5 separate regions of the Mus musculus genome follow, and all the other regions are linked to region 1. Evidence: chromatin contacts called from public promoter capture Hi-C data. All regions are on one chromosome and are shown on one strand. The core of a region is the stretch at or near the end of the contact, and the rest is flanking DNA. Distances in the headings are between cores, read along the strand shown.

Region 1 (4,785 bases), core at 716-3,215:
CACTACAAGCCAGCGAAGTGGCGATACACACTTTAATCCCATCACTCAGGAGTTAGAGGGAGGTGGATCTCTATGTTCATGGCCGGCCGGGTCTACAGAGCAAGTTCCAGAATAGCCAGGGCTATAGAGAAACTGTCTGTGGGGGCTGGTGAGATGGCTCAGTGGGTAAGAGCACCCGACTGCACCCGAAGGTCCAGAGTTCAAATCCCAGCAACCACATGGTGGCTCACAACCATCTGTAACAAGATCTGACTCCCTCTTCTGGTGTGTCTGAAGAGAGCTACAGTGTACTTACTATAATAATAAATAAAATCTTTAAAAAAAAAAAAAGATTAAAAAAAAAGAAAAACTGTCTGTGGGTGGAGGGTAGGGTGAGTGAGAGTGGGGAAAATAAGTGATAAAGGCACCCACCCAACATTGACCTCAAACTTCTGTAACCCCAGGGGCAAGCATACCCATCCATCCATACATACATACATACACACACACACAGTATCAGTGAGCAAGCACTGTCCAAAAGGTAACTATGAAGGAAGGAAAGAAAGAAAAGAAAGAGAGAGAGAGAGAGAGCGAGCAAGCAAACTTTGGGTGTCCTCATAACAGCAACAACAGGTTTCTTTTCCCTCCAAAATTTCTATATGGTAAAACACTCAAGAAATGTGTACTTCAATGTGGATTCTCGTAGACACTATATGAAACAAAACTACCAAAAAAATTCATATATCATTTGCGTCTGTGAAACTTTATTTGGACTTTATTTAAATGTGCAACTTTTCATATGGAAAATTTGTACCGATTATTAGCCACCTACTAGATAGACTCTAGTAGTGTTCCAGGCAGTAAAGACTAAATCATAATGGACTAAATTCTCAAATCATGGCCTAAGGTAGCGATTCTCAACTTTTCAAATAGTTCATATTGTAGTGACCCCCAACCAGAAAATTATCCCGTTGTTACTTTAATTTTTGCTACCGTTATGAATCATAATATAAACATCTGCAGATTATCTGTCAGGCTGAGAACCGCTGGGCTAAGGGCTAGAGCTACAGTGGGACAGCACCTGCCAACACGTGAGCTGCCCAAGGTTTGGTCCTGGTACCACAAAAACCATCTTAAAAATACTGTATCGTGGACAATCTCTCCGCCCCATGAACATGTTATCTACTACATATATGAAAAACAGTAAGTCGAGTTCGGAATATAAACGCGTAGCTAGGTCCCTCCCTCCTGACTTCAGCATCAGGCAGCTGAACACGCGGATGTGAACGCTGTGCGCCCAGTGATTTCCACCTAATTCAAATACTACTGCTGCTCCTTTAAAAGGCTCCTACCTTCAAAGTCAACAGAGACAGCAAAAAAAAAACTCAATTAAGTCGTACAACATAGGAGTTCCGGGATAATTTCCGAACCCTCCTACTTTGATAGATACTGTCACAAGTTTAATATTTTTATGCAAGGAATTAAGAAGAGACAAGGCGATTTAACAGTGCTCACACAGATCCTTCTATATAATAGGGTGATCACTTAGCCAACCACGTTTTCTGTTTTGGGTTTTCTTTTTTTTTTCTTTTCTTTTCTTTTTTAAAGAGGGAACTGTGTCTGTGTGTCACAGCAGATGCCGACCATGTGCGCAAGTTTCAGACTTTGCCGTCTTCGGCTCTGGTCCGCACTGTGACGCGATCGGCAATCCCTTCCGCACTCCCAAGCCTGACCAGCCGACACGGCGTGTCAGAGGGCCGGCCACGAGCTCCCGGCCCGGCCCAGTTCGGGGACACCCCCCTCCCCCCAGGCTCACCTTCTCGCTTGGCTTCGGCAGCGTCTCCATGCTCTCCTCGGCCCCGTCTGAGCCCAACTTGGCCCCACTGCGGAGTTTTCCCGGCATTATTCAGCAGCAGCTTCTCAGGCCTACCGGCTTCCTCAACCGCGTGCTAGGAGAGAGGGCGACAGAGAAAGCGGACCGCCCCTCAGCCGGGCCTATTCGTCACTTCCGCAGCGGAGTGCATCCGGCGGAAGTAGCGTGTACCGGCAAGGCTGCGGTTCGCGCGGCTTTGGGTGAGACCCGTGTGTGCGGCGTGGAGGTGCTCTGCGCGGTCTAACGACAGCGGGATCGCCACGGCTAGACTTGGAGAACGGCCTTGAATCTTACCCTGCTGCCTCCGCTTGCCGAGTCTGGGATTACCAGCTGGCAACATTTTCCCATGAAAAGCTGCGATGTGTACGCTACCTGTGGAAAACGGCTGGGTGGTGACAGATAAACCCAGGTGCTTTGGTGAGCACCGGAATTCAGGGACCGGCGAGATACCACAGTTCTGGTGACCTGAATTTGTGATCCCTGGAAAACAGAACCAGCTGTGCAGTTTTATCGTGCACGCGCTCAGTGGCACCCAGGACACGCATATGCGTGCTGCACAATATGAACAATTTAAAAGAACCAGAATAGGCAGGGCATATGGGGTGCACGCCGCTAATCTCAGCACCCAGGAGCCAGAGGTAGATGGATCTCTATCGAGTCCAGCGTGGTGCACATAGTTCAAGGCTAGCCCGACACATGATGAGATTGTCTCAACAGCTCTCTCCCCGACCCCAAGTAACAACAAAAAATACCCACAATTCACAAGTCTGGCCCTTTATTCATGTGTGCACTTTATAAACTTCCGGGTATTCTTGTATGACGGACAGGGTTCGTTTTTTTGTGTTTTGTTTTTCGAGACAGGGTTTCTCTGTGTAGCCCTGGCTATCCTGGAACTCACTTTGTAGATCAGGCTGGCCTCGAACTCAGAAATCCGCCTGCCTCTGCTTCCAGAGTGGACAGACAGGATTCTAATAACATCCAAGCCCTGCTTGTCCTCAAGCACTACAGACCAAAGTTTCTCAAGGGGGTCGACACTCCGTTGGGGTTCAACGACCCTTTTACCAGTGGTCATATATCAAATATTTACATTAAGATTCAATAGCAAAATTACAGTTTTGAAGTAGCAATTTTTTTTTTCAGAGCTGAGGACTGAACCCAGAGCCTTGCGCTTGCTAGGCAAACGCTCTACAGCTGAGCTAAATCCTCAACAACTAAAATTAATTCATTTTATGGTTGGGGATCACCACAACGTAAGAGGCATTAAAGGGCTACAGCATTAGGAAGACTGAGAACCACTGTTATAGACTAATGTAAGAGATGGACAGTTATCACTGGGTTTGAGGGCACACTCAGCCCCTTGACAGGGCCTTGAGACTAGGAATGGATTCCCAAAGATGCCTAAGTTGGAGAGTTTACTACTACCATTGGATAAGGGAAAGAGGCCAATTGAATGATCAGTGACAATGCTCGTTTTGAGTCAGGCTTTCACTGTACACCCGTGACTGCCCTTGAACTCAGAGATCTGCCTATGCTGGGATTAAATATTTGCACGACCACACTGGTAATACGTTTTAGAACTTCTTCTGAAGAACCAGTGATTCGGGGACTTGGGAGACAGTTTATCACAGTAGTTTGAAAAATGAAAGTGAAACCGATTCTCTTCTTTATGTGAGTTCTGGGTATCGAACTCAATTCTTCAAGCTTGCATCAAGAGGTAGCAAACACCATATGGACTGAACCATCTCACAGGCCCTAAGATATTTCTAAATGGATCCATTGTAATGTATGCTAATTTTGAGGAGACAACGGAGTGTAGTGAAAGAAACTCTGGATTCAAATCTTGAGCACTGCACTGCGTTTGGACTTGGGGTCTGAGGTGAGCCTCAGAAGGCTGAAATGCAAAATACTCACGGAAAAAAGAAAATAAAGTTGTGTGTCACCCCTGCCCAGCTAAGATTTTTTTTTCTTTTAAGATAGAAGCTATTATTTAATTTTGTTAGAAGCCCTACTGATAGAAAAGGTAACCTTTAGCAGGTAGATCGTTGAAATGCACCTTGCCAACATTTAGCTACATGCTTATCACCACACTTGAAGTGATGATACAAGAAGCCTTTCAATAGCTGATGAAAACAAAGCCCAGGGGCTGGAGAGATGGCTCAGCGGTTAAGAGCACTGGCAGCTCTTCCAGAGGTCCTGAGTTCAATTCCCAGCAGCCACATGGTGACTCACAACCATCTGTACTGGGATCGGATGCCCTCTTCTGGTGTGTCTGAGGATAGCTACAATGTACTCATATAAGTAAAATAAATAAATCTTAAGAAACAAAAAAACAAAACCAATGCCCAGAAAGCCCTTGTGTTCACTCACCACTGTTTTCTCCAGAGAAAAACTATAGCAATACTTAGAGAATGTTAATTTCTTTAGCTATTCTGTGCTTTTGCCTAAATGGCTATTCCCAGCGCTTTTGTTGGTTTTATGTGTATGTGTGTGGTCTCTGTGGTTGTGCACATGCCTTCTGTGACCCTTGGAGACCAGAAGTGGGCATTGGATGCCTTGGGGCTGGGTCTTAAGCTAAGCCATCTCTTCAGTCTCTGCCAAGTGAAGGTCTATTATGTCTCTTGCTCTCTGACTTTGCTAGTCACTGCACTGCCATGAATTTGGACTTATATATTCTACTATTTCACCAGATTCTGAGTTCTGGAAGGCAGAAAACAGGCACTGCTCATTCACCCAAAACTGCTCAGGACACTGTGGACACAGCATGACATGGTGTGAATGTACTAGTACTCAGGCAGTGTAGTAGAGACTTGACTATAAAGTTAAGAGTTCACCATCACAAAGGTGCAGACCTATTAACCCTCAGCGAGAATAATCAGCAACCTTCCTCACGGAGAAATCTGAGAGATAGATTGCATAATACTTTACTATAAAGT
Region 2 (4,785 bases), core at 1,427-3,926, 950 kb before region 1:
TGTTTGGAAAACAAACAAGAAAAACAAACAAACAAATAAACAACAACCTCCCCCAAAACCAAAAAAAAAGTGATGTGTATGAATGATTTGTCTGCATATATGTATGTAGGTCGCATGAATTCTGGTTGACTAAGAAGACAAATACAAAGGAAAGGACATACCTGCTCCTAGGTGTGTTGGAGAATAAGGTTTATTGTAGACAAAGGGAGTGTTTAGCCAGAGGCAGGGACATCTGAGAGAGTCCAGAGTGGTCATAACCCCGAGCCAAGTGTGAGAGGTGCGGGGGAAGGAGAGGGGGACAGAGGGAAACCAGACATAGCAGCCTGGAGGCCCAAAGAAGAAGGGTAACAAAATGTTATTATAGAAGGAGGGGCAGCTGGGGAAAGTCTGGGTTGGAGAAGTTTTGGGTAGGAAGCCAGATCGGGGGTGGAGTGTATACCAGCCAGGAGGACTTTGTTAAAGGTAGGGCCTAAGGGATACAGGGAGAACCTGGCCATTGTCAGCTTTGATATGTTAAATAGGCACCTCAGCCTATTTGTTTGAGACTTAACACTGGTGACCCCAGAAACCATAACCAAGCACTAGATTGATTCCCCGGAAGGGTTGTAAGCTGCCTTGTGACATGTCTCAGGCCCCTCCAGCACAGGGTCTTACTAGAGAGCCAAGGCTGGCCTGGAACTTGTCATCCTCCTGTTTCAGTTTCCCAAGTGCTGGAAGTGTCTGAGCAGAGCAAAGCCTGTGGGGCTCACTACCCTTGCCAGCCAGGGAAAAATCTGAACCGCACGGGGCTGGGCTGGGCGTTTTATTATAGAGGGGACTGATTGGCTCTCTGAATATGTTCAATGGATCAGAGATAGAGTGTGAGTCCAGAGGTCAGAGAGACGTTATCACCTCTCCCGGCTCTGAGGGAAAGTGCGTGTGGCTACTTTTTATTACCAGTGTGGCGCTTCTGTCCACTCAGTCAAAGATGAGAATCAGGGTTTTCCCAAGAAAACTGTTTCTGTCTATTCAAAGACCAAAAAGATGACAAAGGGACTCAGTCAGAGCTGCAACCTCTCACATATTCCCAGATCTACTTATTATTATTCACTGTACAGAGATTCCTGCTGCTTTCATGTCTACACTGTACTGCCAACCAGGCTATTACTCTATCTTTCTTTCTGTCTTTTTTTTTTTTTATTGCCTTCATGTTCTGAAACACTGTGGTGTTGTGTTCAAAAGTTAGTGAGTTGCCTTCTGAAAAATTAATGGGTGTCAGCAGAGTGAGCAGCTGGAAGGAGGGACAAGGAGGAACACGGACTAATGTTAGATTTATCGTTACCATTTATTTATTTATTTATTTATTTATTTATTTATTTATTTATTTATTTATTTTTGAGGCGGGAGTCTCATGTAGTCCAGACTGGCCAAGGATGACCTTGAATTCATGATCTTCCTACTTTTGCTTCTCAAGTGCTGCAGCTACAGGTATACACCACCGTGCCAATTTAGAAATTAACTTTCTTAGGCTTCCACTTAATACGTGGTTTATGCATTCCATTTATATATTAGAGATTGTTTTGAAAATAGTTGAAAGGAAACTGTCTTTGAGATAAATAGTTAAGAAATATTTTAGAAAGATATTCTGTCTATCATAATTTAAAATTTGCTTTTTAAAAAAATGTGGATAATTTCCTGGGTTAGATTTGTCTTATTTTTAAGATAGTCTCATACTGTAGCATGGGGTGGCTCAGAACTCACTACGTAGCTCAGGTTGGTCTCAGAAAGTCAGCGTCCTGAGGTCTGGGGCTACAGGTGTGAGACGCTATATGTGGCTTATAATTAGAGTTGTGATACACAAAGACAGACAGACACACACACACAACCTTATAGGACTGTGAAAGTTCCCAACGTCCACAGCACACTCTGAGGGATACAGCCTGGACTTCAATGGGTGGTGCAATAGAACTAGGAAAACAAGCTCCGAGAAGCTACTCCTGAGAAACGTCCTCAAGGGGTTCTGTGCACACTCCTGGGTCTTCCCAGAGCTTCAATTTCAAGTCCCAGTGGATCTGGAGTGGGGAGAGAAATCTGCGGTATCTGGGGAGTTCAGGAGTAATCAGCTTGAGTCTGGTCCAAGCAGAACCCACCCAACAATTCAGATGAGAAACTGAATCAGGGAGATTAGTAAAAGCAAATTTGTCCATTGCCTACCACTTGGGAAAACATTAGTCACAGCCTATAGTTTTCAGAGCCCAGTCAGCCAAACTCTCAACTTTAATGAAGATGGCCCTGGGCCGGGGGTGGGGGGCTGGTAGCACACTCCCAGCTTCTGGGAGGCAGATGAAGATCTATGAGAAACCCAAACAAGAAAAGACAAGACTGCCTGGGGAACAGGTGGCTTATCAAGGCCTTCCGAGATAAGGAACTGCTCTGCAGGACCTGAGAGAGAGAAATCAAAGGTGAGCGACCCGCAAGCCTCAGGAGAGTAACCAGCGTTCTGTCCCAGCGGAGCCGCCAACCCGCAGTCCGCTTCCAGAGGGCAGCCGGCGCCTGCCACGTGGCCCAGGTTGCGAACCGGGGGCGGGGCGTGAGGAGGCGCGTCGCGCAGAGTGCGCCTGCGCGGGTGGGCGGGGCGGGGCAGGGTACAAGGCGAGCCCCACGCATTAAAGGCACGGCGCCGGCGACCGGCGGGCCAGCTCGTGGTACGCAGGCGCGGGCTTTCTCCTCCGTACAGCGGCTCCGGGTCTGGGCTGTGTGGTTGTGTGGCTGTGCAGCGGCGGCGGCGGTGCATCTCCGACACCATGAGCGGCTTCAGCAGCGAGGAGCGCGCCGCGCCCTTCACCCTCGAGTACCGCGTCTTCCTCAGTGAGTGGCGTGAGGCCGAGGGCCGGGTCGCCCATTCATTCCAGAACGAGCGGGCGGGCGGGCGGACGCGTCCCCTTCCCTCTGGCGGGCGGCGGGACCAGCGAGGGCCGCCATCCCAGTGCCCACCGCGAGCGCTCCCTCCACACATTCGAACTTGGGCCACATGGGGAAAGGAAACCACTGAGTCACCCTTAGAAGGTGCCCGGAGGTGATACCGACCGCCTAAGAGGATTGTCCTCAGGATCGCCGGCTGGAGGACAGAGATTTCCTCAAGACCTTAATTCGGTGCCGAACAGGATCGAGTCCTCCCCGGTGTTGTAAGAGATGGGAAACTGAGGCCCAGGTCTTCCCGGCACTAGCCTTATTGTGGTGAGGCTTCTCTGAAGCCCTGATGGCCGGGAGTGCTTCTAGGAAACCGAAAGCTTTGCCTCCCTAGACAGACAGGTGACGTCTAGCTAAGGACCTGGTGGGAGAACAGCCAGGTTCTTAACCCTGGTGCCGGAACCCACTAGTTACCCCCGCATCCAACCCCTGCCCTGCACTCAGAAAGGCGGAGTCGATCGGCCTTCCACGTGTGTCACCTTTTCCTGATAGGTGCTTGCAAGCTACCTGGGTTTCTCCTGGAAGCCCTTAGCTTGTAGGTATATACATACATTCATGGTGCTAACAGAGGTTTGCGATGCTGTTAGCAAAGGCCCTTCCAGTTTGTAACCTCTTTGTGTTTATTTAGAAGGGATGGGCAGCAATCTCAGGACAGGGCAAACAGACATTCCTGAAAGAATGAACAGAGAGTGCCTAGCAGAAACTTCGCCATGGAAATAGTGTTGGCTTCAGGTTTTTCAGTGTCCTTTAAAGTGACCCTTTGGGTCACTGGGAATTGTCTTCAAGCTATATGTGCAGAATAAACACACTGCTTTTAATGTATTTAATGTATTGGTGGTAAGTATTTGATGGTTGTGGGTAGAGAGCAAAGCCACTCCTTGACTTTGGATTAGGCTGAAGTCTATCAAATGGGCTCTCTGGAACTTAAGAAACACTAAATTTAGTACCACTATGTAATTTAACTAGTTCTCGCTCTTTGCACTTTTTAAAAAGGATAAATTTCTGAGTATTTTTTCCACTTTTTTTTTTTTTTTTTTTTTTTGAGGGTGGTGGTGGGTGAGGCCATAGTGTTTTCCCGTTTAGCTCAGCTTGGTTTTAAACTTGAGATCTCCTGCTTCAACCTCCCAAGTACTAGGATATAGATAGGTTCAGGCATCACACCTGACAGCATCCATTCTTAATAGAAATAATTATTTAAAATAATGTTACATTTTCCAATCTCTTTAAGACAGATAAAAAAAGTCCAGTTTGAGCAGAGGACAACTATGCATACAGCCCTAGACAAAATAAACTTAAAATCCCAGCATTCCCGAGGCAGATACGAGCAGACCTGTGAGTTTGAGTCCAGCTTGGTCTACAGAGTGAGTTCTAGAAGAGCCAGGGCTACACAGAGAAACCCTTTATTAAAGGCCTGCAGTGGGCTATGCCTGGCTTATATTACTTATTTTTTGAGGCAGGGTCTTATATATGTAGCCCAAGGTGGCCTCAGACTCACTATATAGCCAAAGAATGACCTTGAATACTTTTTTTTTTAAAGATTTATTTATTTATTATTATATGTAAGTACACTGTAGCTGTCTTCAGACACACCAGAAGAGGGCGTCAGATCTTGTTACGGATGGTTGTGAGCCACCATGTGGTTGCTGGGACTTGAACACTGGACCTTTGGAAGAGCAGTCGGGTACTCTTACCCACTGAGCCATCTCACCAGCCCGACCTTGAATTCTTGATTCTCCTGCCTCCACCTCTCCAAAGCTTAGATAACAGGCATGTGCCACCAAATTGGGCTAAAATTACTTTTCAGGTATGACAGAACATAGAAGATATATCATCGTG
Region 3 (4,785 bases), core at 1,672-4,171, 780 kb after region 1:
ATTCCGTATCCAGACCAGGATGGCCTCGAACTCAGAGATCTCCCAGTCCTCTGCCTCCCCAGTGCTAGTATTAAAGTATGGGCCACCTAGCTTCTTCTCATATTTTGAGATAGCCTCACGATGAGATGAACTTGGAGTGCACGGCTTTGGCTAGGCTGGCAAGCCATCAAGCTCCAGGGATCTGCCTGTCTCAGTACTGAGGTTAGAGACAGTTAATGGCATGGGCAATGTTATCACAGACTCTAGAATCACCAGAAAGATGTGTCTTTGGGCATGGGGGATTATCTTAATTAAATTAATTGAGGTGGGAAAACCTACCTGCCTGCTTGCTGTGGTAGCTAACACCTTGGGAGGACCCCGGACTGAATAAATGGAGAACAGGAGCTAAGAAGTACCATGTGTGGGCTGGAGAGATGGCTCAGAGGTTAGGTGTACCAACTGCTCTCCCAAAGGACCCAGGTTCAATTCCCAACACCCACATGGCGGATCAAAATTGTCCGTAACTCCAAGATCTGACACCTTCGCACAACATCCATGCAGGCGAAACACCAATGCACATAAAATAAAAAATGAATAAATTAAAAGGTTTATTTAAAAAAAATACAAATTGACAGAGATCCACCTGCCTCTGCCTCTTGAAAGCTGGGGTTAAAGGCATGCACCACCATGCCATGTATATAAATATATAATATATAAAAGTTATATATAAATTATATGTAACATAACATATATTTATAATATATATTAGCTCTCCTGTATCCTAGGCTGTTCTCAAACCTGGGATAAGATTAGATAATAGGTTTGTACCATCATACTTGGATGCTTAATCTGTTTATATTTAATTTGTATCAGTTTTTGATTTTGTTTTTTAATTTTTGAGACAGGTTTCTCTGTGTAGCCCTGGCTGTCCTGTAACTCACTTTGTAGACCAGGCTGGCCTCAAACTCAGAAATCCACCTGTCTCTGCCTCCCAAGAATTTGTATCAGTTTTAATTATGTGGCAGTGTGTGTGTACACCTTAGTGCAGATGTCCTTGGAAGCCGGGAGGTGTCGGATCTCCTGGAGCTGGAATTAGCGAGGTGCTGGGCACTGGAAACTGAACTGAAGCTCTCTGGAAGTGCAGCAAGTGCTTCTCACCGCTAGCCATCTCTTCAGTCCCTGATTTCTGAATCAATGATCTCAGGGTGCCACATGCCTTTAATCCCAGCACTTGGGAAGCAGAGGCAGGAGGGTTTCTGAGTTCGAGGCCAGCCTGGTCTACAGAGTGAGTTCTACAGAGAGTAGCCAGGGCTACACCCCGTCTCGAAGAAACCAAAACCAAAAACAGAATTAATGATCTCTTCTCAGTCTCCTCTCCTTGTCCCTTCCCACTTCCCCTGTTCTCCCTCCCCGTCCCCCTCCCCTCTCTCCTCCCCTTCTCTCCCCTCTCTCCCTTCCCTTCTCCTCCCTTCCCCTCTTCCCCTCCCCTTCCCTTTCTCCTTTCCCTAGGGCCTGGCTGGTGGCAGTCAAAAATGCTGGCCACCGGGCTACATCTACAACCGCCCCAAATTACATGCTATTTTAGACACTTGGAAAAGTATCTTTCTAATTGACCAAATCTTAAAAACTTGCTTCACATTTTCTTCTGTCTCTTAAAAAAATAGGTTAAAAAAAAAACTATCCAAGTAACAGAGGTACAATAAATTAGTAACAGTTTTACACTAAATTGTCAAAACTGACTTCCGATTAGCTAATAGGAAAAAAAAAAATCACCATGTCAATACTCAAACTCCACCGAGGCACATAGGACCTCACAGAGACTGTGAGAGCACACACAGGCCTGTCCGTGTTCAAGCCAGATGAGGTCCCAGCACTGAGAGGGGAAGTAGAGATGGCCTCCCATCCCTAACCAACAAGCCATCTTCAGTTGATATCATCAAGGAAAAAGTAGTTCTCTGTAGCGGGGTCTCACTGGGTATATTAGGCACACTTAAGGGTGGGCTCCGTGCCCAGCAGGAAACGGGTAACACAGAACAAACTCAATGGTATTTTTTAAAAAAGATTTATTTATTTATTATATGTAAGTACACTGTAGCTGTATTCAGACACACCAGAAGAGGGCATCAGATCTCATTATGGATGGTTATGAGCCACCATGTGGTTGCTGACAATGGTATTTTTTAAAGCCTTTTTGTTTTATATTGCATAAAAAAAAATTACTGGCCTTCTGCTGGTATGTTATGGTTTCCCAGTTTGTGTTTTTAATTTTTTTTAAAGATTAATTCATTCATTTTATATATGTGAGTACACTGTAGCTGTCTTCAGACACATCAGAAGAGGGAGGGCATCAGATCCCATTACAGATGGTTGTGAGCCACCATGTGGTTGCTGGGAATTGAACTCAGGACCTTTGGAAGAGTAGTCAGTGCTCTTAACCGCTGAGCCATGTCTCCAGCCCGTGTTTTTAATTTTATAGATTTTGTTTGCATGTGTTTCTTCCATTATTTTTCTCTAAATTCTTTTATTTTAGTTTTTAAAATTTGTTTTCTAACGAGAGAAGGGGGAAAAAAAAAGGCGAGATGTTGGGTGAGTGAAGGAGAGGGGAGGATCTGGGAGGAGTTGGGACCGGGGAACCATAATCAGAATATATATTGTATGAAACAAATTTTTTCAATGAAAGCAAAAAGTAAAGAGCAAACCAAACCAAACCAAAACAACATCAACGACAAACAATAGCATCACCAGCAGCAGCAGCAGCAGCAGCAGCAGCAGCAGCAGCAGCAGCAGCAGCAGCAGCAGCAACAACAACAACAACAACAACAACAACAACAACAAAACACAACAGCAACAAAAAACCCAACAGCAACAACAAACCCCAAACTACAGATCCCAGCAGCCCCGCATGGCAGGCTCGATCCTGGGCAAACAGCCAATGAGAAGCTGTGTTTGCAAAGGGCTGGCTTGACGTCTGGGTGCTCGCTGGTTTGGAAAGTCCTGCTGAAATGTAAAGAGCTTTGCTGTCGCCCCGGAGCTCACAGTGTCGGTGGCGTCGGAGAGGACTGACTCATCCGCTGTAAATGGACGCGATACTGAACTACAGGCCGGAGGGCAGCGAGGACTACTACGCCTTGCTGGGATGCGATGAGCTCTCCTCGGTAAGCAGGGTTGCAGGTTCTCACCAGGTCGCCTTTGAGATCAGCCACGTCTCCTGGAACTCCAACCTCGTACCATTTGGAAGGAGTTTCGGCTCGGAGAAAGTGAAGGATTAAAATGCTTGCTGGTTAATTTGAGGAAAGGACTCCGAACTTCAAAGTATTAGCTGGGAGAGGGACCACATACAGTTTTTATTTATTTAGAGCAGCGGTTCTCAACCTGTGGGTTGCTACGGACTTGGGGTCGCATATCAGATATCCTGCACATCAAATATTTTTAATTACAATTCATAAACGCAGCAAAATTACAGTTATGAAGTAGCAACGAAATAATTTTATGGTTGGGGGTTACCGCAACGTGAGGAACTGTACTAAAGAGTCGCAGCATTAGGAAGGTTGAGAGCCACTGCCTAAGTAAAGGCTGCGATTTAGAGCTCAGGAGGCGGGGCCCCCTGTCTGTAGTCTCCTCGTTCAGAGAAAGTCTCATGGATTTTATAGTACCATTATAACCTCAAATGGTATTAAATACCATTATAATTTCAAATCAAATCAAGTTAGATGTCATATCTGGTGGGAGATTTTTCTTTTAAAGAAAGTAATGCTTCCCTTAGACATCATATACTTGAGACAAATGTGTTATTCTTTTTTTTTTCGAGACAGGGTTTGTCTGTATAGCCCTGGCTGTTCTGGAACTCACTTTATAGACCAGGCTGGCCTCGAACTCAGGAATCCGCCTGCCTCTGCCTCCCGAGTGCTGGGATTAAAGGCGTGAGCCACCACGCCCAGCCAAATGTGTTATTCTTTTAAAGACTTATTATTTTTGTTTTATGTGCATGCATGCATGCCTGTATGTATATATGTATGTGCATTTGGGTTCTATTTGGCTGAGTAGGGATACTTACTCTGTCATATAGCCTGCATTACTTTTTTGTTTGTTTTGTTTTGTTTTTGTTTTTGAGACAGAGTTGGCTTGGAACTCACCATCTCAGCATGTAGATCAAGTTGGCCATGGTTCACAGACATAACTTGCCTCTGCCTCATAGGTGATGGGATTAAAGGCATGTGCCACCATGCTTAGCCACAAAGCCAATTTTTTTTTAAACATCGATAGTTATAATTAGTTTAAAGAAATATCCTACTACACATACATTTTTATTTAAAAATTATGTTTTATTCGTTGAACCTTTGTATGTTGGGTTGGACCAGATCTTTGGTTCAAGAGTCACTTAAGACACCAAGATGGATGACCTGTGTACTGTAATTCTAAGGGCCGATCCCCCAAATAAAACAAACAAAACCAACCCCCCAAAACTATGCTTACTGCAGTCCCTTTTGCATGACAGTTCCTTAGTTCTTACTCTGAATTAAGCCTTGCTTTGGCTTCATTGAGGCTATGGTAGTCTGTTTCTCTAGATAAGCCACACACTGTGGAGCTAAATTCTTGTCTCATTTCAGATTTTCTCCGTAGACAAGTTTTTAGTATTAGAATTCTGGGTCAAAGACTAGAGATAGAGGTTTTTCATATATATACATATATATGTATATATACACACATATATGTTTTTCCACACATATATGGAAAAATATGTGTATATGTACATGTATATATGTACATTATATGTTTAACATATATGTACACTATATATTTCATATA
Region 4 (4,785 bases), core at 647-3,146, 740 kb after region 1:
CTGGGCCCTGCGGTCCACACCTGCAATCCCAGGTACTTTGAGGCCCGTTTGGCCTGTATGGTGAGACACACACAGGTTCTTGAGACAAAAACAAAAAACCAGAAAGGCACAGAAGCACACACATCTGTAACTCCAGCACCTGGAAGGCACAGACATTGGAAACCAGCCTGACATATATAAAATAGTGAGTTCCGGACCAGCCTGGGCTAAACAGGGACCCTACCTCAAAAAATCCAAAATGAAGACACACACACACACACACAAATAAAATCTGTGTAGCCCTACAAAAGCAGCTCAGGGTTCCATGCCCAGGACAAAGAAATACAACTTCATGAAATGCATCAAATAGAAATTACTTCTAAATATCACTGAGATAAAAATCAATCCCTGGCTGTGTTCTCACTGCCCCAACCAGAGAAAGTCTCTTTCCGTAGCCCTTTCAAGTAGCAATCTACCTGCTTCAGCCACTGGGTGTTAGTAAATGTATGATTTAAAGAACACGAAGCATACTTTATGCGACTTGTTTCCCCTTTAATACCTGACATCAAGGGTCATTTCCTATTTCAGTCCCTAACACGTTTTGTTGTTTTTTAATTCATGGCACCATTATACGAGCCACAAACATCTACAAGGGCACTGACAGACTCTGATAAATTCTGTACAAAGCTTTTCAGGAAGACGATAAGTGGCATTATTACAAAAACAAAACAAAAAAGTAACCCAAACGTTTGGCGTCAATAGGGCAAAACCAAGCAGGTTTGTTTCAGGTTTGTTAATCTAAAAATGTTGCGAGCATGATTTTGAAAGGAAAAGAAAACTTACGAAAGTACAGTACAACTATAACTCCTCTATATCGAAGTGATAAATGCAATCGCAGAAAAGCAACATTTTTAGGAATAGCCATTTCCTTACATTTTTTAGACTGTGTCTCAAGAAATAGCTTTGGTGTATTAAAATTTCTAACTTCAAAAAAAGACATAGGTCTATCCAAAAAAGAAAAAAAAAAAAAAAAGCAACACAGGTGTCAGTTTGCAAAACGAAATCGCATGTCGATCCACGGGACAGCCCCAAAGTCGCAAAGCAAAGTGTGCAGTGAGGAAAACTATAACTTCACTAAAGGCGCATCGGGAGGGAAACCAAACCGAGGGAGGGAAAACTTCACTCTAACGCCAAACTGCGAGAACCGCGGTCCCGGCGACTGCGCGCAGCAGCGCAAGGCGGCCCAGGCGAGCGGCGAGTCCGCGCGCGGCTCCGCAGCAGGGCCGGCGAGCTCGGCGGCGCGCGGCCGAGCCAGGGCCGAGCTGCGCCGCTGCCGCCGCCGCCGCCGCGGAGCCCGCGGAGCTCTCGGGGCCCTGGGCAACCTGGGACCGGGTCACAGGCGGGGACGCGGAGGGACGCGGCTGCGCGGCAGCGCGCGCGGACTCACCTCGGTAGCCGATCGCTGCCGCCGCCGCTGCCGCCGCCGCCTCGTCCTCCTCCTCGCCCTCGTCGTCGTCGAAGTCGTCAGCCGCCCTCGGCTCCCGCCGCAGGCCGGACCCATTGTCTCCGTCCCCGGCCACGGCCGTCGCCGGGGCCTCCCGCTCCGCGCTCGCCGCCGCCCCTGCCGCCTCCCGCCACAGCGCCGCCGGGGCCGCGGCGCTCGCCGCCTCACACCCCGCGGCCGCCGGCGCCACTGCTGCGCTCGGCTCGCCCGGGCTGCGCCCGAGGCCAGGCCCGTCTCGGCGGGGCCTCTTGCGGAGCGGCTCGTCCGCCGGCTGCGACGCGGCCTCCATGGCGGCCGCCGCGGAAGGGGAGCCGGCGGCCTGAAGGGCGAGCGCCACCTCGTCCGCCATCTTCCAACTGCCTCTCTGGCCCTCCGCCCTCGCCTCCTCTGCTCCGCTCGACGCGCGGCACTGGCGCCCCCGCGGCTCGGCTGCGGGAGATTTAAACCCCGTCACGTGACCCGCCCCTCCCCGCCCCCGCGCCTCTCCCGCCACCCACGCGGGCCGGACCACAACACGCCGGGTCACGTGGCCGGGCGCCGCCCGCGGCCTGGGCCCTTCCCGGCCCCACCCAGGGCGGCTCGGCTCCCCTCAGCGGCCTCTGGCGCCTCCCGCCCGCCCGACCCGTTCGCTCGCTCGCTCGCTCGCTCGCTTGCTCGTCCGGGATCGCCGCGGTGGTTCAAGTTTGCGATGGCGCCGCCACTTCCCACCTGGGCCTCACGCGTGCACCTTGCCTGCCTGCGCCTCTTCGCCTCAAGTCGGCTTTTACCTCAGGGGCTCTGGAGAGCCCAACCTGGCCGACGCCGGCCTTCCTGAGGAGAACTCCTCCACCTGCCTTGCCCTTGCTCTGTGACAGCTCTTCCTCAGGTTACCCCTGTGGTCTCTCCTCAGGAAGTTTGCGCTCTCTCCCAATCTCCCTTCTCAAGTGCAATGGAATGCCCAAGCCAGCCCTCGGGGCCTGTTGCCCTCCTGGAAAGATCTGGCGATTGAGGACCCGCCCTATCTGCTCTCTGGACCCACCAGGTCCTCTGTACCTCGCTTTAGTCTTTGGTAAAATTCATCTCTTGGGGCAGCAAGAGAGAGGACAGAAGGGAGAGTGGTTGGTTCTCCACAAACTTCTGTGTTAAGAGTCAGATTGGGCCTGGGCTCTTGTGACTTGGGCGATTGACTGAACCTTTTCTAAGCCCAGTTTTTAATCATCTCTAAAATGACAGGGCCAGGACCGAAAGAGACTGTAGCTCAGTTGTAAAGTCACGCTTGCCAGACAACCCCGAAGCCCTAGAGAGAGGGAGGAAGGAGGGTAAGTTGAAGGTAATCTCCAACTACTTAGGAAGTTCAAAAAAGGCCTGGAATACATAAGACCTCGTCTCAAAAACGAAATTTAAAACGATAGACCATGAGAAATCAGCTAGTCAGGTTTAAAGTAAATGACATTAGTTTTAAAATCCTAGGCAGTTGATGGTGGCACAGGCCTTTAATCCCAGCAAGCTGGAGGAGACAGGAGGAGGTTCACTAGGACAGCCAAGGCTACACAAAGAAACCCTGTCTCGAAAAAATAATCTTACTTCTAGAATTGTAGAAATGGCTCTGTAGTTAACAGCACTTGTTGCTCCTGCAGAGGCCCTAGGTTTGACTCCCATCATCCACATGACAGCTCATACCTTCAGATCTGACACCTGCTTTTGGTAAACACAGACATGTATGGAGCCAAAAGACCCAAACACATAAAAATCCTCTTTGTTGTTGTTTTATGAGTTAGGGTTTCTCTGTGTAGCCCTGGCTGTCCAGGAACTCTGTAGATCAGGCTGTCCTTGAACTCAGAGGCCACCTGCCTCTGCTTCTTGAACTGCTGGGATTAAAGATGTACACCAGCAAGCCCAGCATAAAAATACATATTTAAATAATTTTTTAAATAATCCTTAGTTCCTTCACAACTCTAAGCCCCTTCACTTTCTAGTTACCATGAAATTCTGAGCACCTGTATCCATTTGGATCATTAGGGCTCAATTGCACATGGTTCAATTACAGTGGGGTTTCCCCAGATTTTAGAGTTAGAGGCAGCAGGATCAGAAAATTAAATCCATTTGCACTAGGTAATAAATTTGATCCCACCCTATCTCAAAAACAAAACACTAGCCACACGTGGCAGCACACACCTTTTACAACAGGACTCAGGAGCCTGGCATGATGGGACAGACCTTTACTCCCTGCACTTGAGGCAGATGCAGGCAAATCTAGGCATCCTGGTGTACATATGAAGTTCAGGCAAGCCAGGGCCACGTAGGCTCAAAGACTAAAAAAAAAAAAATAATTAAAATTAAAATATTAAACCTGGGAGTGTTGCTATAGCTCAGTGGTTAAGCACATGCAATAATCTTTCAGAGAACTTGAATTTGGTTCCCAGCACCTATTTCAGGTGGCTCACAACCACCTGTAACTCCAGTTCCAGACTATTCTGATTTCCAAAGGTGTTTTGTGCACTCGAGCATACACACACACACACACACACACACTCACACTCACAAACAATGCAAACAATTTTTAAAAATCCTTAGGCCCAGGATGGATGTGGCTGAACACACTTTCAACCTTAGCACTCAGGAGGCAGAATGGAGATTTGAGGCCCGCATAGTTTACATAGCAAGTTCCAAGGCAGACAGAACTGTAGAGTGAGACCCTGTCTCAAAAACAATAAATAGTAATATTCTTTAGGTCCCCCGCAGTGGTACACGCCTTTAATCCCAGCTCTAGGAAGGCAGCAGCAGGTGGATCTCCATGAGTTTGAGGCCAGCTTGTTTTACTTATGTCTAGGCTACCAAGGACTACATCATTAAAGACTGTACCAAACAAAAGTAAAAAAAAAAAAAAAAAAAAATGGGGACAGGGACATGGATCTATGGGGAACAGCCTGATGATAACTTGATCTCTGGGGCCCACGTGGTAGAAAAAGAGGATCTCCAAGCCACACAGCACAGGAGGCAGGAAACATGTATAGCACTGTGCTGTTTAAGCATACGTTGAAGGGGTTTTACAAGCTAACCATGAAAGCAAGTGGCACTTGCTACTTATTGCATCCAGCTTTCTAGAAGTTAGTGGTGCACCTATACACAAAGAAGACTGGCAGGTTGTATTGTTCCAGTTGGCAGACTAGAGAAGTTCATGAATCAGGCAAGAATCAGGACTGATATAGTACCTTTGGTACCACATAGCAATGCACAAAGCTCTGCATTCAATCCTAGCCCCTCAGAAATCAGGCATGGTGGAACGTGGTCTGCAGTCCCAGCACCTGGGAAGTAGAAGCAGG
Region 5 (4,785 bases), core at 1,480-3,979, 640 kb after region 1:
ACAATCCCTTTAAGACAACGAGTTCATATTGCATTAATGTGGGCCCTGATCCAGTCGCTGGCATCCTTAGAGAAGGAGAAACTTGAGTTTAGACATTCAGGGGAAAACATCAAGTGTAAGGTGGAAGAAGGAATCAGGGTGATCTACTTCCACAAGGCTTGCCAAGGACCTGTGGCAGTCACCAGAAGCCAGAGAGAAACACAGGAAAAAATTCTCCCCTTAAAACCAGAGGGAATCAGCCCGTGGCCGCCTTTTAGACTCTGACTGCTAAAATGGAAGACAACAATTTTCTATTGTTTTAAGAGACTTGATTTGGGGTAATTTGTTGTAGTCCAGGAAATTAATTTACATAGAACAATCAGTAACTGTTAGCATTCTGTCTAAACTCCACCCCACAGCTACCTGGCAATAGCCATACATGCTCCTCCCCACAGTTAACCTGGCAATAGCCAGGTAGGCCTGACCCACTATAAAAGAGGCTGTTTGCCCCCTGTGCTCTCTCTGGCCTCTCTCTCTTGCCCTCTTTCTCCCTCCCTCTCCCCATTCCCTTCCTTTCTCTCTCCACACAGTTATGGCTGGCCTCTTCCTCCCTCTCTCTCTCTCTCTCTCTCTCTCTCTCTCTCTCTCTCTCTCTCCTTTCTCTGCCTCTACAACCCTCTAACTCCCCTCCCCATGCCCTGAATAAGCTCTATTCTATACTCTACCCTTGTGCGGCTGGTCTCTCAGGGGAAAGGGATGCCTTGGCATGGGCCTGCTGAGGTACCCCCTCCCCCACACCTCACCTCACCCCCATTGAACATATATTAATACTTCTTTATCTTTTAATAAACACATCAGTAACCATCTCCTAATCTGAAACATACTTTTAAATAAAAACAACCAACCTGTGTACTGTGGTTGACTACACAGATTGTTAACATTCATTCAAAAATACCAGGCTCAGCCCGGTGTGGTGGCGCACGCCTTTAATCCCAGCACTTGGGAGGCAGAGGCAGGCGGATTTCTGAGTTCGAGGCCAGCCTGGTCTGCAAAATGAGTTCCAGGACAGCCAGAGCTATACAGAAAAACCCTGTCTCGAAAAACCACAAACAAACAAACAAACAAACCCAAAACAAACAAACAAACAACCAGGCTCTAGTATGGTTGGTATAAGCCAGGTGCTATGGCCTACACCTGCAATCTTAACCATTCTGAAGGGAGGGTCCACAAGTTTGAAGACAGCCAAACTTAGCTTTAGTGCCATGCTTAGCTGGCTAAAGCACCCAGTAAAGCCATAACGCTGTGTAAAACTAACTACTATACAGTTTCAAAACTGCGTTTCAAGGTCTCTTTTTTTTAAAATGAGGCTGTCATTTTATTTACACCTATCCTCTGCTGGAAAGGTCTTGAGCTTCCTTCACTCTAAGCTAGCAGTACAGTTGTTTAGCATGGGACTACCCCCCGCCCCTCCCCACTTCTTCACGATTGACACACACTCAGAGATTGATAGCTACGGAGTTTCCTCCTAAGGATAAAGAGAGCATGGAACCTCTGTTTAAAAGGTTAAAATGTCAGCAAGCTACTCCATGCTCTTGGTCTTGGCGGCTTACCGAGCAAATCTTTTTCTTGTTCCAACAAATTGTCCTCCATTCATTCACTGGGTCCTTTTTTGAGACCACAACACACACAGATTTAGTATCAAGATGATGTTAAAATTGGCCTGTGAAATCTGGATTTCGTTTTCATGAAGCAGGAACTGTAGCTGTAAGCCCTGTTTTTCTCTGAGTGAAAGAGTTTGGGTAATTTAACCTCGTATCTTCCAAGAAGTTAGCTGAAAACGTGAGCCAACACTGTTCCGGAACCTGAAGCAAAGATGTTGACATTCAGTAAGATTAGACTAAGCCATTGCTCCATTGCTAGCAATATATCTTACATGTTCAAATTAGGTTCAGATGAGTTTAAGGGTTTAAAATGAGTCATCATCGGCTTTTCTAACCGTATTTGTGATGGTTTCGTCTGCTACTTCAAAACCAAAATTAGGAAAGGTAGAATAAAATTATGAAAAGGCTAAAACCCTCCAAGCAGAAAGACAAACCAAAATGAAATTTTCACTTGTCAACGCCGAAGCATTGTTAAAAACACACGGACAAGAACAAAAAAAAAAAAGAAGAAGAAGAAGAAGAGGAAGAAAGAAAATACATTTGACAGCTTCTAGCCCTAGCCGGCTGCATTAGCGTCTTAGAGCAGGGAACCGCAACACTGCGCAGGCTCCTGGATCAGACGAACCCTGGGAGGTCTCCCGCGCAGGCGCACGAATGGGGAAGTGGGCGGGGTCGCGCATGCTCCCCGGCTCACTTCCGGCCAGCCCCTCCCCTCCCCCCTCCCCCGCGAAACCACCGCCCCTCTCCCTTGTCGCCTGGCTCTCCCTCGTCGCCAGCCTCTCCCTCAGCTCTCTCCACCCCTCGTGGTCTCCGCCCTGCTCACCGCCAGCCCTTCCCCTCCCGCTCCATCCGGGTCGCTGACGGCTTGTCTCTCGGTCCGGAGAGTGCTGGCGGCAGCGTTTCTCGGAGGAGCCTGGGAAAGTTTCACGGGCGAGCCGGGCAGCAGAGGCAGCGGAGCTGCGGTCGGGGACGTCGGAGGAGCCGTGGTAATCGCCGCGGCCGGCTGAAGGAGGAAGGTCTTGGGAGCTGGAGAGCCGCCCAGAGGTCCAGGGAGCGTCCGTCCTCCATCGCTTAGGGCTCTCCCTGCCCTGAGAGACCCGGTGAGTCGTTGCCCCCCGTGGGTTCGGGGTAGTGTGACGGAGGCGAGCTCCGCTGGGGCCTTGGGGAAGGGCGCCAGCGTCCTCAACGTTTTCCGGGGCCGGAGTGGTGCACCGCCCTCGGGGAAAGGGTCTCCCTGGGGCCGAGGCCGTGGGGCTGAGCCCGGTGGGGTGAACCCTCTCCCCGGCTCGCCCATAGGTAGCTGCGGGAGTTTGGCTGGCCGGCCCGTGAGGCTGGGTGTGTGCAGACCATTCCTCTGCCCCGGGCCGCGGGAGCTGATCGTGAGGTGCATGGTCAGAGAAAGAGGAAACCAAACTGCCTTGCGTTCTCCTACCTGTTGCTGGCGAGAGAACGTCTTTCCCATACTGGTTCTGACTTTTTGGAGGAAAAAAAAAAGGGTACCCAAACGAAGCGCATTGAAATCGGAGCTATGTTCCTGTCTGATGCTAGCCTTGAAAACACAGAGAGAGAGATAGGGAAAGACAATGCAGAACTCTCTGGAACTTTCGAGTTTTGGTGTCCCAAACTTTTTCTGATAGGAGTGGAGTGAGACAGCTTCGGCACTTTCTAAATAAACATAAATGCAAGAAAATTATGTTTTGAAACCTCAGATTCAGCGAAAGGAATTTAGGTGATTTTGGACAGCAAGGATAAGACTGACTTCTATTAATGCTTCTTAATGCACCATGCTTTTTAAAGAAATGTAAAGGGTTTTTTTTTTTTTTTTAATGTTAATGGAGGATTCCCTCACTTGTTTGTGCACCATGCGTGCCCGTAGTGCAGGAAGCCAGTAGAGGGCGTAGGATTGATTCCCTGGGAGGAGTTACACACAGAGAGCAGCCATGTGGGTGCTGGGAATTGAATCAGGATCCTTTAAAAGAGACATCTCTCAGCCCCTTAATGTATGTCTTTCAAGCGCAGAAGTTATATAGATTTTCCTATCAAAAGTTAACCCTGCCTCCAACCTGGTCTTGTTTGGAAAAAAAACTCAGCAGTCCTGTGATTGTTTTTCATCTTTAAGTAATTTTCCTAGAGGTATGTATTATAATCACATTGATTTGGTTTTAAAATTAAATTAGTAGAGTGAGTTCTCGACCTTAGCATTTTGACTTATAAAATGGAGTCGATTGTTTGAAATTACGACTTGATAATTTCTAATTTTGTACATAGCTTATTAGTACAAATAATGAGAATAGTCTACTTTAAATTGTTATTTTTTTTCTAAAGTTCCATTATTGTTTTTATTTATGTTACAGATAAGAACTTCCATTTTCTGTTGATGTGGAGGTAGGTATCAGATTGTTCTGTGGGGGACTGGAAGATTATGTTTCTGCAGTTGGCTGGATACTTGCTTGTTTGGGCATTGGACACATGCCTTATTTACTGTTCTCATTAAATGTATGTAAACACGAAAACCTAATTTCATTAGAGTACTTATATAGCAGAGTTAAAGCCAGTTACTGTTTTAAGTTTTGCAAAGAATAGTAGAAGGTGATGTCATTTCCTAAACATTTGTATATGGCCCTTTAAAACTGAGAGAACTGACTGTCACCCCAAGCATATTATAAGTATTAAACAAGTGCAGTCCTCATTTTAGCTTAACACTCGATGAGAGAGCAGCTTGCTTTGAGGTCTTACTAACTTTTGTTTTTCTCCTCAGACATAGGGTACCTCCCAGTTTCCAGTGTTTCAGAAGGGACTTTTGTATTGAAACTGGAAGACCAAGGTCATTCCAAGCATGTTGTGCTGGGGCAATGCATCCTATGGACAACTAGGTTTGGGAGGAATTGATGAAGAAATTGTACTAGAGCCCAGGAGAAGTGACTTTTTCGTGAACAAAAAGGTCCGAGATGTAGGCTGTGGACTCAGGCACACTGTGTTTGTCCTGGATGATGGGACTGTGTACACATGTGGATGTAATGATCTAGGACAGCTAGGTCATGAAAAGTCCAGAAAGAAACCAGGTACGGGACATTTCTCTATTTCTAATAATTGATCATTTATTTCACTCTTGAAATGGTGTTTTGTATGACCTCTGTAAATCCTA

Evidence for each region. Promoter capture Hi-C pulls out the DNA fragments that hold promoters and counts their contacts. Capture Hi-C pulls out chosen DNA fragments and counts their contacts.
Region 2: a contact with region 1 is called in a promoter capture Hi-C map of pre-B cells, with 2.9 times the contacts expected there. The contact joins the promoter of Ppa1 here to the promoter of Ddx21 in region 1. A contact is called at or near these places in 2 of 39 promoter capture datasets (pre-B cells and stem cell-derived epiblast-like cells).
Region 3: a contact with region 1 is called in a promoter capture Hi-C map of liver, with 3 times the contacts expected there. The contact joins the promoter of Dnajc12 here to the promoter of Ddx21 in region 1. A contact is called at or near these places in 3 of 39 promoter capture datasets (hippocampal neurons, liver and pre-B cells), 4 of 484 Hi-C or Micro-C datasets (CD4 T cells, erythroblasts, pro-B cells and 1 more) and 1 of 9 other capture datasets (liver).
Region 4: a contact with region 1 is called in a promoter capture Hi-C map of pre-B cells. The contact joins the promoter of Sirt1 here to the promoter of Ddx21 in region 1. A contact is called at or near these places in 5 of 39 promoter capture datasets (the C10 cell line, cranial neural crest, hippocampal neurons and 2 more), 4 of 115 datasets of contacts at active chromatin or transcription factors (astrocytes, bone marrow-derived macrophages, embryonic stem cells and 1 more) and 2 of 9 other capture datasets (adipose tissue and liver).
Region 5: a promoter capture Hi-C map of adipose tissue shows a contact between it and region 1, with 3 times the contacts expected there. The contact joins the promoter of 1700120B22Rik here to the promoter of Ddx21 in region 1. A contact is called at or near these places in 4 of 39 promoter capture datasets (cranial neural crest, liver, pre-B cells and 1 more), 2 of 115 datasets of contacts at active chromatin or transcription factors (bone marrow-derived macrophages and effector CD8 T cells) and 2 of 9 other capture datasets (adipose tissue and pancreatic islet).

Annotation. Positions count from the first base shown.
Region 1 is chr10:62,600,333-62,605,117 of GRCm38.p6, forward strand. It overlaps Ddx21 (DExD box helicase 21), which reads right to left and starts at 1,966. Exons shown (of 15, transcript NM_019553.2): 1 at 1,796-1,966. The coding sequence starts at 1,882.
Region 2 is chr10:61,645,945-61,650,729 of GRCm38.p6, forward strand. Ppa1 (pyrophosphatase (inorganic) 1) reads left to right here and starts at 2,677. Exons shown (of 11, transcript NM_026438.4): 1 at 2,677-2,847. The coding sequence starts at 2,784.
Region 3 is chr10:63,383,642-63,388,426 of GRCm38.p6, forward strand. It overlaps Dnajc12 (DnaJ heat shock protein family (Hsp40) member C12), which reads left to right and starts at 2,922. Exons shown (of 5, transcript NM_013888.3): 1 at 2,922-3,134. The coding sequence starts at 3,057.
Region 4 is chr10:63,337,139-63,341,923 of GRCm38.p6, forward strand. It overlaps Sirt1 (sirtuin 1), which reads right to left and starts at 1,897. Exons shown (of 9, transcript NM_019812.3): 1 at 1,427-1,897. The coding sequence starts at 1,832. RefSeq lists a promoter at 1,833-2,461.
Region 5 is chr10:63,241,424-63,246,208 of GRCm38.p6, forward strand. 1700120B22Rik (RIKEN cDNA 1700120B22 gene) reads right to left here and starts at 2,730. Exons shown (of 2, transcript NR_166111.1): 1 at 2,464-2,730; 2 at 808-1,841. Herc4 (hect domain and RLD 4) reads left to right here and starts at 2,374. Exons shown (of 25, transcript NM_026101.4): 1 at 2,374-2,740; 2 at 3,995-4,025; 3 at 4,399-4,702. The coding sequence starts at 4,477.